Linked DNA regions of Canis lupus: region 2 is linked to region 1. Evidence: chromatin contacts called from public Hi-C data. All regions are on one chromosome and are shown on one strand. Each heading gives the region's core, a stretch centred on a gene start, on an enhancer-like site or on the middle of the called end of the contact. The rest is flanking DNA. Distances are from core to core; before and after follow the strand shown.

Region 1 (6,954 bases), core at 2,299-4,798:
CCAGACCAAGCCCATTTGCAATGCTCACTCGATCTGATGATTAAAGCTCCTTATCTTCATACTACCTTTTTTATTTTTTATTTTTATTTTTATTTTTTTGGTCTTCTGGAATGCATCTCCCTCCTCACCCTTGTTTGCAACACCAAAAAAAGCAGCATCTGAATTAGGCCGAAAAAGCTCCAGTGGAATCTCATTGTTTTGGCCACCTAGATACATTGGATGAAGGGAAGCACTCAAGTACAGTACTCTATCTGTCCCTTTTAGGAGTTTTTAATCTCCAATAGTTCTTTTAAGTGGGTCAGTAATTATTATAAATGTTTCAGATTAAAGGACCAAGAAAATTTAGGAAAAAGTGGAGAAAAAAAAGCTTATTGGAGTATGTGAACTTACCAGTTTCAGACCAGTTTCCAAGCATTCTGTGGTCAGGGCAATCAGTCAACAAACATTCACCAAGATTCGGTTTTTAAAAGATTTTATTTGACAGAGAGCTCGAGTTGGGGGGAGGAGCAGAAGGGGAAGGAGGAGAGTGAATCTCAAGCAGACTCAGCCGCTTGAGTGCAGAGCCCCACTGGGGGCTCAGGACACTGAGCCCATGGCCTGAGCCAAAGCCAAAAGTCCGTTGCACCCAGGGGCCCGAGATGCTATTTTATAATGGACACTGGAACTTTGTGAAAGTTCCCAAGAAGTTTTGTTTTTTGTTTTCTTTCTTAAGTAAACCCTGTCTAATGGAAGACAAACACAAGAAAATATAAGAACAAAAAAAGGAATTGAGGAAGGAGGCTATATTGTTCACAAAGCTACAGTTAATTGCAAATTCATTGCATAAGGAATAAAGCCTTAAGAGTTCAAAGGAGAAAGACTTCCTGTGACCTAGAATGGGATGGGAAGACTTCAAGGAGATTTGAGCAACACTTTGAAGAACTGGTAGGTCGACAGGCTTCTAGTAGTTGAGAGCAAGAAGTACTACAGTTTAAAGGAGGACCACCCAACAAAAGCACAAAGGAAGAGGAACTTCAGAGGCATTATAGGACAGTGTGTACTGCATTTTGGCTATGCCATAGATCTGAGGAAGACAAACAACTGAATGGAAATTTTGGCCAGATGGCAAAAGGCTGTGGTTTCAGGATGAGGTGTTGAAGTTTATCCTTTCGTCGTAATTGATAGCTTTTGATTAGGTGAGCCAATTGACGATGCTTTAACAACTTCCAAGGGCCAAGAGAAAGAGAAACATGGTCACTAGTCCTCAGGGAAAAGAGATCCTTCAGGATCCTAGGAGAGACCAGACGGTGTCTCTGATGGTTTGAGAAAATAGACCACCCTCGCCTTTTCCCTTATTAATTTTCCCTACTATAAAGTGTGCTGTACAAGATTTCACTGTGAAGTTAAAATTCTCAGTGAATCATTCCCCTCGCCAGGGAAAATGACTCGGAAAATCTTTTTTTCCAGTGAAAAAAATAAATCATATTCAGCCCTTTTTTTGGTAGCTGTAATTGGATGTTTGAATTCTTCCATTATAAATAAAATTCATTTAAAGTAAACTCGTCAAGCAAATTCCTTAAAATTTATCAAGAATAGCTTAGTTTCAAAGCTTGACAAATGAACTGGAAACGAAGTCCTTTTACCTTAAGGGTCTATGTTTTACTTGGTAAAACATTCACCAGCCTGTCAAAAGGTCTTGAGTTATGCAAGTTTTGAACTAAGGGATCTTTAGAAATTCATCTCCTTTTAGCTGTGGCCATTTGCACATCATGCACCCCAAACATTTTAAAAATACACCTGGGAACACTAAAAACCACCTCCCCAACCCCCATTTCCAACCTATTCGGAAACTTCAGAAGCACCTGGGAATGTTTACCAAGCACCAAGGTGGCTCTTAGAACCAGGAAATGGTTAGAGGAAACAAGTTCTTTGCCCTGGAGAAGAGAAAGAGCATCTCCTGTGGAGTGTAAGCAATCACAGTAAATGGGTTCTGCTCAGCTTTCACCAAGAGCAGTAATGTTGGCTAGGTGGTGATGAAGTTTGTTCCAAATGAAAATTAAATCCTGACAGAAAGGAAGCCAGGGTGCTGGGTTGGCCAACCACTGCCTGAGGACTGATGTTAGAGGAATTCTTGGCTGCGGGGCTGCCCTATGCATTAGGGTATGTTAATCAGCATCCCTGGCCTTTAACCACTAAATGCCGGTTAGCGTCCAATTAAATGTCCCAAGGGATGGGAGGCAAAAATAAATAAAAAAATCCCTATCTGGTTAAGACATTAGGCTGAGAAAGTTAGGCAAGGATTGCTAGGGTCAGGACTTACTGGCAGACCAAAGGACTAAAGCATAGGGCATCATTGGTTTTGGGATACCCAGACATTTTTAATAAGGACATTAAGGCGGTGGAGAGTGGGAAACGGAGATCTCCATCCGCACGCTGAAAACAAGTTCAGCTCACTTAAGGAAACCTGCTCACAGTTTATGGGCAAAGAAACCAAGTCGAACAGCAGCCCCTCCCCCAAATAAAAACTTTACTAAACTTCATTAAACCTGCTTGCTCAGTTACTGGTACGTAGGCTCCCATTGTGGACTCCGTAGATCTAAGTAAGATCACTTCGAGGGGCGCCGGGGTGGCTCAGTTGATTAAGCGTCTACCTTTGGCTCAGGTCAGGATTCCAGGGTCCTGGAATCAAATCCCATATCCGGCTTCCCACAGGGGGCCTGCTTCTCCCGGTCTCTGCCTTTATGTCTCTCGTGGATAAATAAATAAAATCTTAAAAAAAAAAAAAAAAATCACTTTGAGAACTAGTTTATTAGTAAGAGCCGTGCCACTAGGTGGCACCATCGCACTCCGGGAGATTCCAGATTCCGACAACCACGGTCCTAACCTAGCGCCATACCCAAACGCTTCCGAGATCACAGGCCCACCCCACCTACCCAAAAGCTCAAGTCTTTTAGCGAGCGCTTACAGCCCCTTTCTGTGACAAATTAAGTGGCTCTGAAAAGAGCCGTTGGGGTGAAGTAGCCTCTACTGCGTCCTTTGCGCGCCCTTACTTGGAGCTGGTGTACTTGGTGACGGCCTTGGTGCCCTCGGACACGGCGTGCTTGGCCAGCTCGCCGGGCAGCAGCAGGCGCACGGCCGTCTGGATCTCCCGGGAGGTGATGGTGGAGCGCTTGTTGTAATGCGCCAGGCGGGAGGCCTCGCCGGCGATGCGCTCGAAGATGTCGTTGACGAACGAGTTCATGATGCCCATGGCCTTGGACGAGATGCCGGTGTCGGGGTGCACCTGCTTCAGCACCTTGTACACGTAGACGGAGTAGCTCTCCTTGCGGCTGCGCTTGCGCTTCTTGCCGTCCTTCTTTTGCACCTTCGTGACAGCCTTTTTGGAACCCTTCTTGGGAGCGGGAGCCGATTTTGCTGGATCAGGCATTTTTGCAAATAGCAGCGTTTACACACCAAAAGCGATCCGGACTACTTCCAAAGGGCTTGATTACGTGCTACTTATAGAGCCTGTATGCAAATGAAGGCTCGCACAGGACTGCACTTTTATTGGTTAATTTCCAACATTATCGTCACAGAGGGGTGGAGTCCACGTAAATAATAGCTTCGGCTGGCACTTCCCTAGTGGCTAGCAGAGTAAATGCCGTCCTAGCCAATCAAAGTGTGCCATCCCAGACTCAGCCAATAAATTACGCAAAAGTACAGTATCACCTGTTTGAGATATTTGGGGATGGTTTTCACCTTTCAGTCGTAGACTTGCGTTCGTAAGAGATCTGAAGAGACAGCCAAAGACAACTTTTTCTTATTTTTGCACCGTTTGACTCCCCTACGCATTGTGGAAGCTCGTTTTGCTTTTGGTTTTTAGAATACCTAAACTGTCTCAGAAGAAAAATCAGGTAGCTCCCTCAAATTCCTATTCCTGTTTGCGCCACTTACATTATGCAATGAGGAAGGTATTCGGTACTAGGTCATTCCAGGACAAGACTTCAACATGTAGACAGGGACCTAGTTCTTAGAACTGGCGGATAGACCCAGATTCCCATCTCCGTGTTTTAATGAACACTAAAGCACGTGAGGGCCTCCTCACTTCATTTCTGCATCTGGATTCGTACTACGTATTCCGTGGCGGCGGCTTGTAACGTTACAAACGGCCGGTAGAGCACGGTCCTCCCTCCCGCAAGTTTCCTCACAGAAAGGTTGTTGCTTTAGACTTCAACGCATGTTAAGGGCAGGTTTGGCAAGAACGACGTAGAACATAAGCCGTTCAGCTGCTCCCTTAACGCGCCAGTCCGAAAAGTCAGGCCGGATTCCAGCATCCCACTACCCAACACGTGCGAGTTTCCCCGGATCCCTCGACCCCCTACACCAGGGCACGACCCGCGCCAGGCGGGAAGCGGGTACAGCTGCTCCTCGTGAAATCATGGGTGGCTCTGAAAAGAGCCTTTAGGTGGCCTTCTGATAAAACGGGGCTCTAGGCGCGCTCCCCGCGGATGCGGCGCGCCAGCTGGATGTCCTTGGGCATGATGGTGACGCGCTTGGCGTGGATGGCGCACAGGTTGGTGTCCTCGAAGAGCCCCACCAGGTAGGCCTCGCTCGCCTCCTGCAGCGCCATGACGGCCGAGCTCTGGAAGCGCAGGTCCGTCTTGAAGTCCTGCGCGATCTCGCGCACCAGCCGCTGGAACGGCAGCTTGCGGATCAGCAGCTCCGTGGACTTCTGGTAGCGCCGGATCTCGCGCAGGGCCACCGTGCCCGGCCGGTAGCGGTGCGGCTTCTTGACGCCGCCCGTGGCCGGCGCGCTCTTGCGGGCCGCCTTGGTGGCCAGCTGCTTGCGCGGGGCCTTGCCGCCGGTCGACTTGCGGGCGGTCTGTTTCGTACGAGCCATGGCGCCTTACCCGCTTTTTTCAAGAAGCGCTCGGCAGTCTTATTTATAGATATAGCCCTGTCTTGATTGGGCCGGGAGGGTTAGGAACCTCCAGGTTGCGATCTCATTGGCCAGGATTCAATCCTATTTATTCGGGTAGATTGTTATGCTAATCTTTTCCCTATAGTCACCTTTCCGTACTTTTCTGTAATCTTAGCGATCCCAGCTGTTTTTCTTCTTAGACCTTTCCTTGCAATTGGTGTCATTTTGGTAAGCGCAATTTTTAAGTGTTTTTGCAAGCTTGGGATTTAAAATATAACAGATTCCTTCGAAATAAAAGCCTACCCATGAACTAGGTTTCAGCCTGTATTTCCAGTTAATAGTTACGTAACTCCAAGCCCGTAGCTAACATTTCTTCGGCGCCTGACACTGCTAAGCGCGTTAGTTGCATTACAGTATGACGGTGACTCAACAAAATATGTAGTTGAAGGAATCAAAAATTGATTTAAGTTTAACTTCTTAACTACTCGGAGTCGTGTACTGATTAGCGCCAACTTGCAAGGTACAGCCTTCCGCTTTTCTTGAGCTTTTCGCCTTGGAATGCGGTTCCCTTCTCTCAATCCATCAATGGCCAATTAGGACCTGTAGACCAAACGCTTCTAAATAAAGGAATATGCGTCCTGGAACGTTAATTTCTCCTTCACAATGGTGAATAGTTTCTGAATAGTCAACTTGCTTATCAATCAGATTAAACGCTGTAAACAAAGCAAATCAACTATTCGTTGATTACGGAGTTGCTAACATTTTCTTCAATAAAGTAGCTTCATCTAAAAGTTTCAACTTAAAGTTTTCTATTCTCTATTGGGAAATTGAATATCCTCTGCTTTTTAATTATTTTATTTGCTTTGAAGTATTGCTCAGAAAAATTGTGTCAGAAAACAGTCATGTAAGGTTACCATCTTAAAACTGTGAAGTTAATATAAAACTTTCAATCATATGCTCATTCTATTGAAAAACTATTGCATCCAAACATTATAAAACCTCAAACCTGTGGACAAAATCAGGCCCAACAAGCTTATACTTTATGGTATCAATATGATCATTTTCCTCCTGAAGGCAAAATAAATTAAAAGTTATTTTGAGATTTCCTGAACACTAAACAACCTAGAAATTTATCTTTATGTCTTCAAGAGTCCCCTGGACAGCACAGTCCCCTGCTCTAGGGAGACCTAAGATGTCCTGCAAAAGTATAACTGATGTGAAACAACTGTTACCCTTTCCTGTGGTTGTTTTGTAATAATTACTAATGCATAGAGAGCACTACTCAGTATTTAACAATCCTTCTACATACACTATCTCATTTAATCCCAACTCTGTGAAGTAGATGTTACTTTCCTCATTTCACAGATAAAGAAATAGTCTCAGAAAAACTATGGCTTGTCCTGGACAAGTAAGAAGGCCCGCATAATATTCTAAAGCAAAAGAATGAAATCATCATAGATTTTCAGTTTCATCAGGCTTGCAGTACATTCTAAAGCAAAGGAGAATTTTCCCACTGTGCCATCAGATTTCTCAATGTTTCTCAAACTCTTCCACTAAACTATTACCATCAAAAGAGGAAACTACCACATGGGGGTCTGGATGACAGCCCAAAGCAGTCCACATTTCTTTGCAGAGTTCTTTTTTAACATGTGCATTCTTGGCCATGGCATTCATTTAGATAAGATACTCAAGCTGCTGTCAGGGAGGAAAAACTTTGCTCTACCCCTCAAGCTTTTTTGGCTGGTCTAAGAATTTAATTGACATGAGACCGATTAAGAGGAGAAAATCATATAAGAATATGAGGTCCCCAGGCAGTCAGGCAACTGAGGTTTATATGCCATCCATAGCTAAGAAAGAGATTGGGGTCTGGGAGTGCAGAGGGAAGAAAGACCATCACAAGAAAATGAAAATGAGTAAATTTTTGGTAAACAAATGTTTGCCGGGCCACTCAGAAACAATGGGGTATAGGAAGGAATTTTAGCGAACAGACTTTGCTAGGTTCCTCCCCATCTACCACAACCAGGTAATATTATACAGTCCTTATCTATGGTGATAGTTCCCTTCCTAGAGCAGGT
Region 2 (6,954 bases), core at 3,327-5,826, 210 kb after region 1:
CAAAGGCAGATGCTTAGCAGACTGAACCACCCAGACGTCCTTATTCCTTTTTTTTTTAAATTGAGGTATTATCACATATTATGTTAGTTTCAGGTGTATAACATAGTAAATCAACAAGTCTATATGCTATGCTCAGTATAAGCACAGTTACCATTTCTGTGTCAAGTATTTTTATATTCAGTTTGTAATTGGGGAAACTTAAAAACAGTAAAACTTAACACCATTCAAAATATTTGCTAAGAAAAAAGTAACTAAAGCTAGACTAACAACTACATGTATTATCTCACTTAATAATGTTCATCCCAACCTGAGGTAGGTGTTATTTTCTCCATCTACAAATGAGAAACTGAAACACTGAGTGGTTATGTAACTTGCCAAAGTCCCACTGGTATTCAGCAAAATCAAGTCCACGTTGCCTGATCCAGAGCCTGCACTCTCAACCTCTATATATCCTTCCTATTACTTAAAATTAATCCTCTTAAATATCCATGGATCTGACATAAATAAATGATTAAATAAATGCACGGGAGGAAGAGTATCACTCTATTTTACAGAAGAATGCCACACAATAACTGCAGAAGAAATGAGGAAAATAATTACTATCAGGTAAACACCAATGGTTTCAGGTAGAACTAATAGTGGATTCCAGTTAAAATTTGCAGGTATAACAAGTATGATGAGAACTGGGATATTTGCAATACATCAAGGCATCTCTCCATATGATATTTTTATTTTTGCTTTAAGTATACATTTTTTAATTGAAGTATAATTAACATACAATGTTGCATTCAGGTGTACAGCATATTGATTAGACAATTCTATACATTATTCGATGCTCATAACAGTAAGTCACAGGGATATCTGGGTGGCTCAGCGGTTTAGTGCCTGCCTTCATTCAGCCCAGGGCATAATCCTGGAGTCCTGGGATCGAGTCCCACGTTGGGCTCCCTGCATGGAGCCTGCTTCTCCCTCTGCCTGTGTCTCTGCCTCTGTGTGCGTGTGTGTGTGTGTGTGTGTGTGTGTGTGTGTGTGTGTCTCTCATGAATAAATAAAATCTTCAAAAACAAACAAAAAGAGTAAGTCACCACTCACCACCACATAACATTATTACCACATTGTTAACTATATTCCTTATGTTGTACTTTTCATCTCCATGACTTATTTTATAACTGAAAGTTTTTACCTCTTAATCCTCTTTATCTGTTTTCACATATTTATTAATTACAAGGAGAAAAATAATTTTACAGAGGAGAAACCCAACAGACACCACCTAACCAAACAATCAAAGTTAACATCACCATCAGAAAGATGAAACCACCCAAACTACTGAATGTGCAGGCAGAATCCTTCATGCAAATAATTTTTTTAAAAGATTTTATTTATTTATTCATGACAAACATAGAGAGAGAGAGGCAGAGACACAGGCAGAGGGAGAAGCAGGCCCCAAGCAGGAAGCCCAATGTGGGACTTGACCCCAGGACTCTGGAATCACGTCCTGAGTCAAAGGCAGATGCTCAACCTCTGAGCCACCCAGGCATCCAGCAAATAATTTTTCCTTTATGATTTAAGGTAATTGTTTTTGCTACCATAAAGTTCAGTACTAAACCACCAACTGTGACAAAAGCTTAACAAACCCTGTTTGATTTGAGGTTGGGTATTCACTAAGCCTCTGAAGTAGCTTGAAGCATATTTCTCCTAAGTTTTGTCTTGGTGAAAATCGTATGGTTCACAATTTATGAAGGAGCAGCCCAATTCTTCCCATCAATACTTCTATTATTGTATAGTAATGCAAGATAAACTTCTGGAAATTATATTGGGAAACTGTAGTTTACAAATTCTGAAATTGGATTATATTTAAAATTTTTCTTGTCAAAGGGGAATAAAATGTCATATGTAAAAAATAAGCTAAAAGTTATACCTACCTTTTGATTTTAAATAATTAAAGCTGAGGGATGCCTGGTTGGCTCAGTCGGTTAGGGGTCTGCCTTCAGCTCAGGTCATGATTCCAGGATCCTGGGACCAAGCCCCACATGGAGCTCTCTGCTTAGCTGGGAGCCAGCTTCTCCCTCTCTCTCTGTCCCCCTGCCACCCCCTCACTCATGCTCTCTCACTCTCTCTTGCTCTCTCTCAAATAAATAAAATCTTTTTAATTAACTAATTAACTAATTAAAGCTGATATTTACTGAGCATTTAGTATGTGCCAGGCACATTTTTTCTGCACATTATTTCATTTAATTCACACAATAGGCTGGCAAACTTTAGAACTATCACAGCATCCTTTAAATCTATAACTATTTTGTACAAAATGTTTATGGAAGCATCTTATCAATGTACAAAATAACACTGCCACTGACATCAATGGAACTTCATGAGCAATGGAATAAATTACTAAGCCTTATCAAAATAGGCATTTTCCTGTTCTTCTAAAGTGTTATAATTGTCCAACTATAAATAAAAGAATGAAGTTTCTTGCCATGTATTATTTACAGGCTGACTACTGTCTAAAAAAGCACAAATTTCATAGACAAGACTTACCTTGTTTTTTCTTAAAAAAATGCATAAAATGGAAAAACAATCCTATACTGAAATCTAAATTATAGGTAAAAGAAAAAGACCAAGTGACAGGAGAGTAGAGGTGAATTTTCAAATATTGATAACTTACAGGATTTCCAGGTGTTTTACTGGTTCATTTTAAATTGTAATGTATTTTAAATATGTTTTAAATTTTAAGTAATATTTTAAGTTAATATTAGAATTCTATACAAATTACATTTTTCTCATTTATAACCACTTTAAAGTTCACATTTTTATTTTTTTAGATTTTATTTATTTATTCATTACAGACACACAGAGAGGCAGAGGCATAGAGGGAGAAGCAGAGGGAGAAGCAGAAGGAGGCAGGGAGCCTGATGCAGGACTTGATCCCAGGACCCCAGGATCACACCCTGAGCCAAAGGCAGATGCTCAACCACTGAGCCACCCAGGTGCCCCTACATTTTCATTTTAATATAACTTTTCTTTTAAAATATAATTCAAAAATGGATTTTTAAAAAGCCCAATGGGAAGTTTTATTTACACGGTAGAAAAAGCAAAAAGAAACACATTCTGCACAATTTCAGAGGTGACAAAAATCCATGGTATTTCAAGTGGCTTCTGAGCTCTGCTAAGGGATTTGATAACTGTATATAAAGTGATCTTAACAGCCGGATTAATGTTAATATGGTCTGGGTCTAGTTTTAATTGTATACTTTTTAAAATATAATGAAAGAATGATTTGGTAAGGTCGAACCTATTGATTAAAGTGATCCCAACAAACACTGGTCATTATTTTAGTGGAAATATTTACAAGCAATTTTAGTTTCTGATTTGTGTTGTTTTTTTGTTTTGTTTAGATTTTATTTATTTATTAACGAGAGGCACAGAGAGAGGCAAAGACACAGGCAGAGGGAGAAGCAGGCTCCATGCAGGGAGACTGATGCGGGACTGATCCCAGGATCCGGGGATCATGACCTAAGCCGAAGGCAGAGGCTCAACCGCTCAACCGTTGAGCCACCCAGAAGTTGTTTATTATCTTCCTGATTTTTTAATTCCGTAGGGTAAAGGTGTAGAAAAACTAACATTTTCCCTCCTTTTCGAGAAATGGCAAAACGGAGAGACCTTCGGGGTATTAAACACAAATGCAGTCATTTAGAAGTTGATGACCTTAAAAAAAAAAAAAAAAAAAAGAAGTTGATGACCTTAAGATTCATTTTGTGGCTACGTTTTTGTTGTTCCTTAAGCCAAAACGTGAGTTTCCCCCTAAAATTCTCACGCTACATTGCTCAGCTCCCCTGATACGTGCCCCTGCCCATTTCTGACTCTCGCCTGGGCTTCTGCCCGCAGGTTCAGCGCCCCAGGTCACCGCACCCGCTCCGCGGCAGACCGCGGAGGCCAACCGCCCAGGGCGCCCAACTCGGGGCCCCACCGCCTCACCCTCTCCCTCGCCCCCCGCAGGCCTTCGGGGGCCGACTCAGCTCCCCGCCCTGGGCGGGGTCTGGGGCCTCCCCAGAAACATCCCTCAAAGGCATTCTCTTTCGTACGCTCTTCCAACAAATATTCCCTTTCAGGAGCCCCTCGGTCTGCAGAAAACCAACTCGGGCCTCCCTTGGCAGAACTGTCCTGGCCTTGTTCACGACACGGTGAAGCCAGGAAGGGCGAATCCGACCATTACTTAGCCAACACCTTACCGAGCGGCCGGGAGCACCACACCATCCCTCTTCCCTTAATTCCTCACGGGCCACCCGAGTATTCATGGCAAATAGTGACCGCGGTCACCCTCTGCCGTTCCTGCCTCCGAGCCAGCCCTGTGTCAAGTTCCTCCACCCGGCGAGCGGGTACCCTGTCCCCAAGCCAGCAGAACAGGCTTCGGCCGCAGCCGGGCACTCCGGACCCAGGCCCATAGCGGTCGGGAGCCAGGCCTCAAGACACCACCAGGCTGGGGGTGGGCATGTTATCACTTCCGAGAGGGAAGGGGGGGCGGGTCTCCGCTGGCACCGGCCCGGCTCAGCGGAACTACAACTCCCAGCACCCGAGGAGATGCCCGGATTTCCGGAAGCCGGAGCCCAGCCGGGAGGAAGCAGCTGAGAGCCGGCCAAGAGGCCCTGGGTTAATTTAGCAAGAAAAAAGGGGACCAGAAGGGCTGTGGGGCTCCGCCGTCCGTTCGCCACCATGAACGTGGTTTTTGCTGTGAAGCAGTACATTTCCAAAATGATAGAGGACAGCGGACCGGGTATGAAGGTACTTCTCATGGATAAGGAGACGGTGAGTTTGCTTTTGCTCAGTATGTGAGGGAATCCTCCCTCCTCATAGCTACTCCCGCTCCACCGTAGGGTTTAGGATTTAACTAAGAATTTTGAAGCGAGGGTCGGTCCTGTGTGAAACTGAAAGGTTGTATGCAGCTTGTCTACTGTGTTGTCAATGTAAATTGCTCTATTGCCAGAGGTTTTTCCTCCCCCGCCACCCCCGCCCCCTCAACGACTTACTGGAATCAGAAGGCCTTTCCTAAATGTCTCTGCCAAAAAATAATATGTGAGACAGGGCACTTGGAAGACTTTTATTTCTACTCAGGCTTGTTTCTAAAATACAGCTGTTAGTGCTCGAGCTGAGACGATAGGCTATTATTTGTTGGTCAAAATTATTTTTTTAAAAAAACACTATAAGGTGATGGAAAAAATTTTTTCGAAATTTATGGATTCTCCGTGTTCAGAGAGAACATGTTTTTCATGTACATGTTCCGGTACATTACCTACATGTTCTGGATGCTCAGTAAATGTTATTACATACGTTAATATTTATGTTATCCAGCCAAGTATAAATGAAAAAAAATTTTAAGTCTTAAATGTTGCTGCTTGTTCATATTATTTTTGACTAGCATAATATGAGTTCTTTTTCTTTACAGACTGGCATAGTGAGTATGGTCTACACACAATCAGAGATTCTTCAGAAGGAAGTTTACCTTTTTGAACGCATTGATTCTCAAAATCGAGAGATCATGAAACACCTGAAAGCAATTTGTTTTCTTCGACCTACGAAGGTACTGAGCTGTCATTTGCCCAGGCAAATACAGAATATGATGATCTGAAAGCATGAAGAAAGCAAAATAAATTTGTATTACCATTTGTGGCATCATAATTACCCTGGTTCATCAGAGTTATAACCTTGACTCCCCTTCTTTCCACATTTCAGTTTACTCCTTTCAGTCAATTTTTCCTCCAAGATGCCTTCTAGGTTCTTGGCTACTTGGTTCTAACAGAGACCACATCACTTTATTCCTGGATTAACCTCCATACTATCACACTGAACACCATTGCCACTTAATCCTATATACTTATATACTTATGTATGTACACCAATATCTTGAGTTTATATCATTTTATTCACATCTATGCACAGGAACATAATGGCTTGATTTTACTGCCATAATTAAATCAATATTCAGTAGTCCAGCCCTCGAATCCCTCCTTGAGCTGGTTTGGTCTGCCCTTATGTATCCAGCCTCCTCTGTTCAATCTCTGCTCCTCTACTATAGCCAACTAGGCCTTTTTTCACCCCTCTACATGCTCAATCCTCTTCTCTATTTGTACTCTTCCCCTAATTAAAGGTTCTTTAGCCTTCTATCCATTTCATCCATCATTTTCTAAGTCTGGCTTGAGTCTTCCTGTAAAAATCCTGTACTATTTCAATCTTATTTTTGTATACTCTCTTTATATTCATGATCTTCAACTCCAATTGCACTCTTTGACAATGCTTGTATATTACGTACTTTCTGAAATATAAATCTGACCGTGTTACCACCACTTGAAATTTGAATGACTTCTCATTGTTTTTATGCTAAAGGCAGAACTCCTTAATTATGGTTCTGTGTGATCTAGTTCCACTAGTTCCACATACCTACAGCCTCATTTCAAACCATTCCCCCTTTTATTCTTAGCCACATTAATCTTTCAGTTCACTTTATTCCATCATGCTCCAGGACCTTTGCATAGGCTCTTCCCTCTGTTTGAAACTTCTTTACTTCCTTCAGCAAATCTTCCCTGGTTTTGTTGACCAAGTCAAACCCCCCTCTTATAAGTACTTATCACACCAATATCTTCTCCCTATTGCTTGTCATAGTTGAAGTTTTATATCGTTTGATTAATGCCTATCTTACTAGCAATAAGCTCAATGAGAGCAGAGATGGTATCTGTTTTTTTCACACTATTATGCCTTCTACATAGTGGACCTCAGTAAATAATTCCTGAATTAATTAACATATTAATACTGCGTTAGAGTTATTTTCAGTTGTTTCACATTTGTGGCTCATATGAAATTTTGTTGCTGAGAGGGATCTTAGAGATTATCTATTCCAACATTTCCTAAGATTTTTCATCAGAGAAACATCTTTCACAATTATATACATATACTCTCTCAAACTAA

What was found. Hi-C and Micro-C count contacts between places; a contact is called where the count stands out from the background.
Region 2: a contact with region 1 is called in a Hi-C map of blood, with 7 times the contacts expected there. The contact joins the promoter of VPS45 here to the promoter of H2BC18 in region 1. A contact is called at or near these places in 4 of 9 Hi-C or Micro-C datasets (amygdala and blood).

Annotation. Positions count from the first base shown.
Region 1 is chr17:59,774,548-59,781,501 of UU_Cfam_GSD_1.0, forward strand. H2BC18 (histone H2B type 2-F) reads right to left here and starts at 3,549. Exons shown (of 1, transcript XM_038562075.1): 1 at 456-3,549. The coding sequence starts at 3,406. The coding sequence ends at 3,026. The region is part of intron 1 of H3C13 (histone H3); the gene reads right to left.
Region 2 is chr17:59,979,943-59,986,896 of UU_Cfam_GSD_1.0, forward strand. It overlaps VPS45 (vacuolar protein sorting-associated protein 45), which reads left to right and starts at 4,577. Exons shown (of 15, transcript XM_038562093.1): 1 at 4,577-4,800; 2 at 5,438-5,572. The coding sequence starts at 4,708.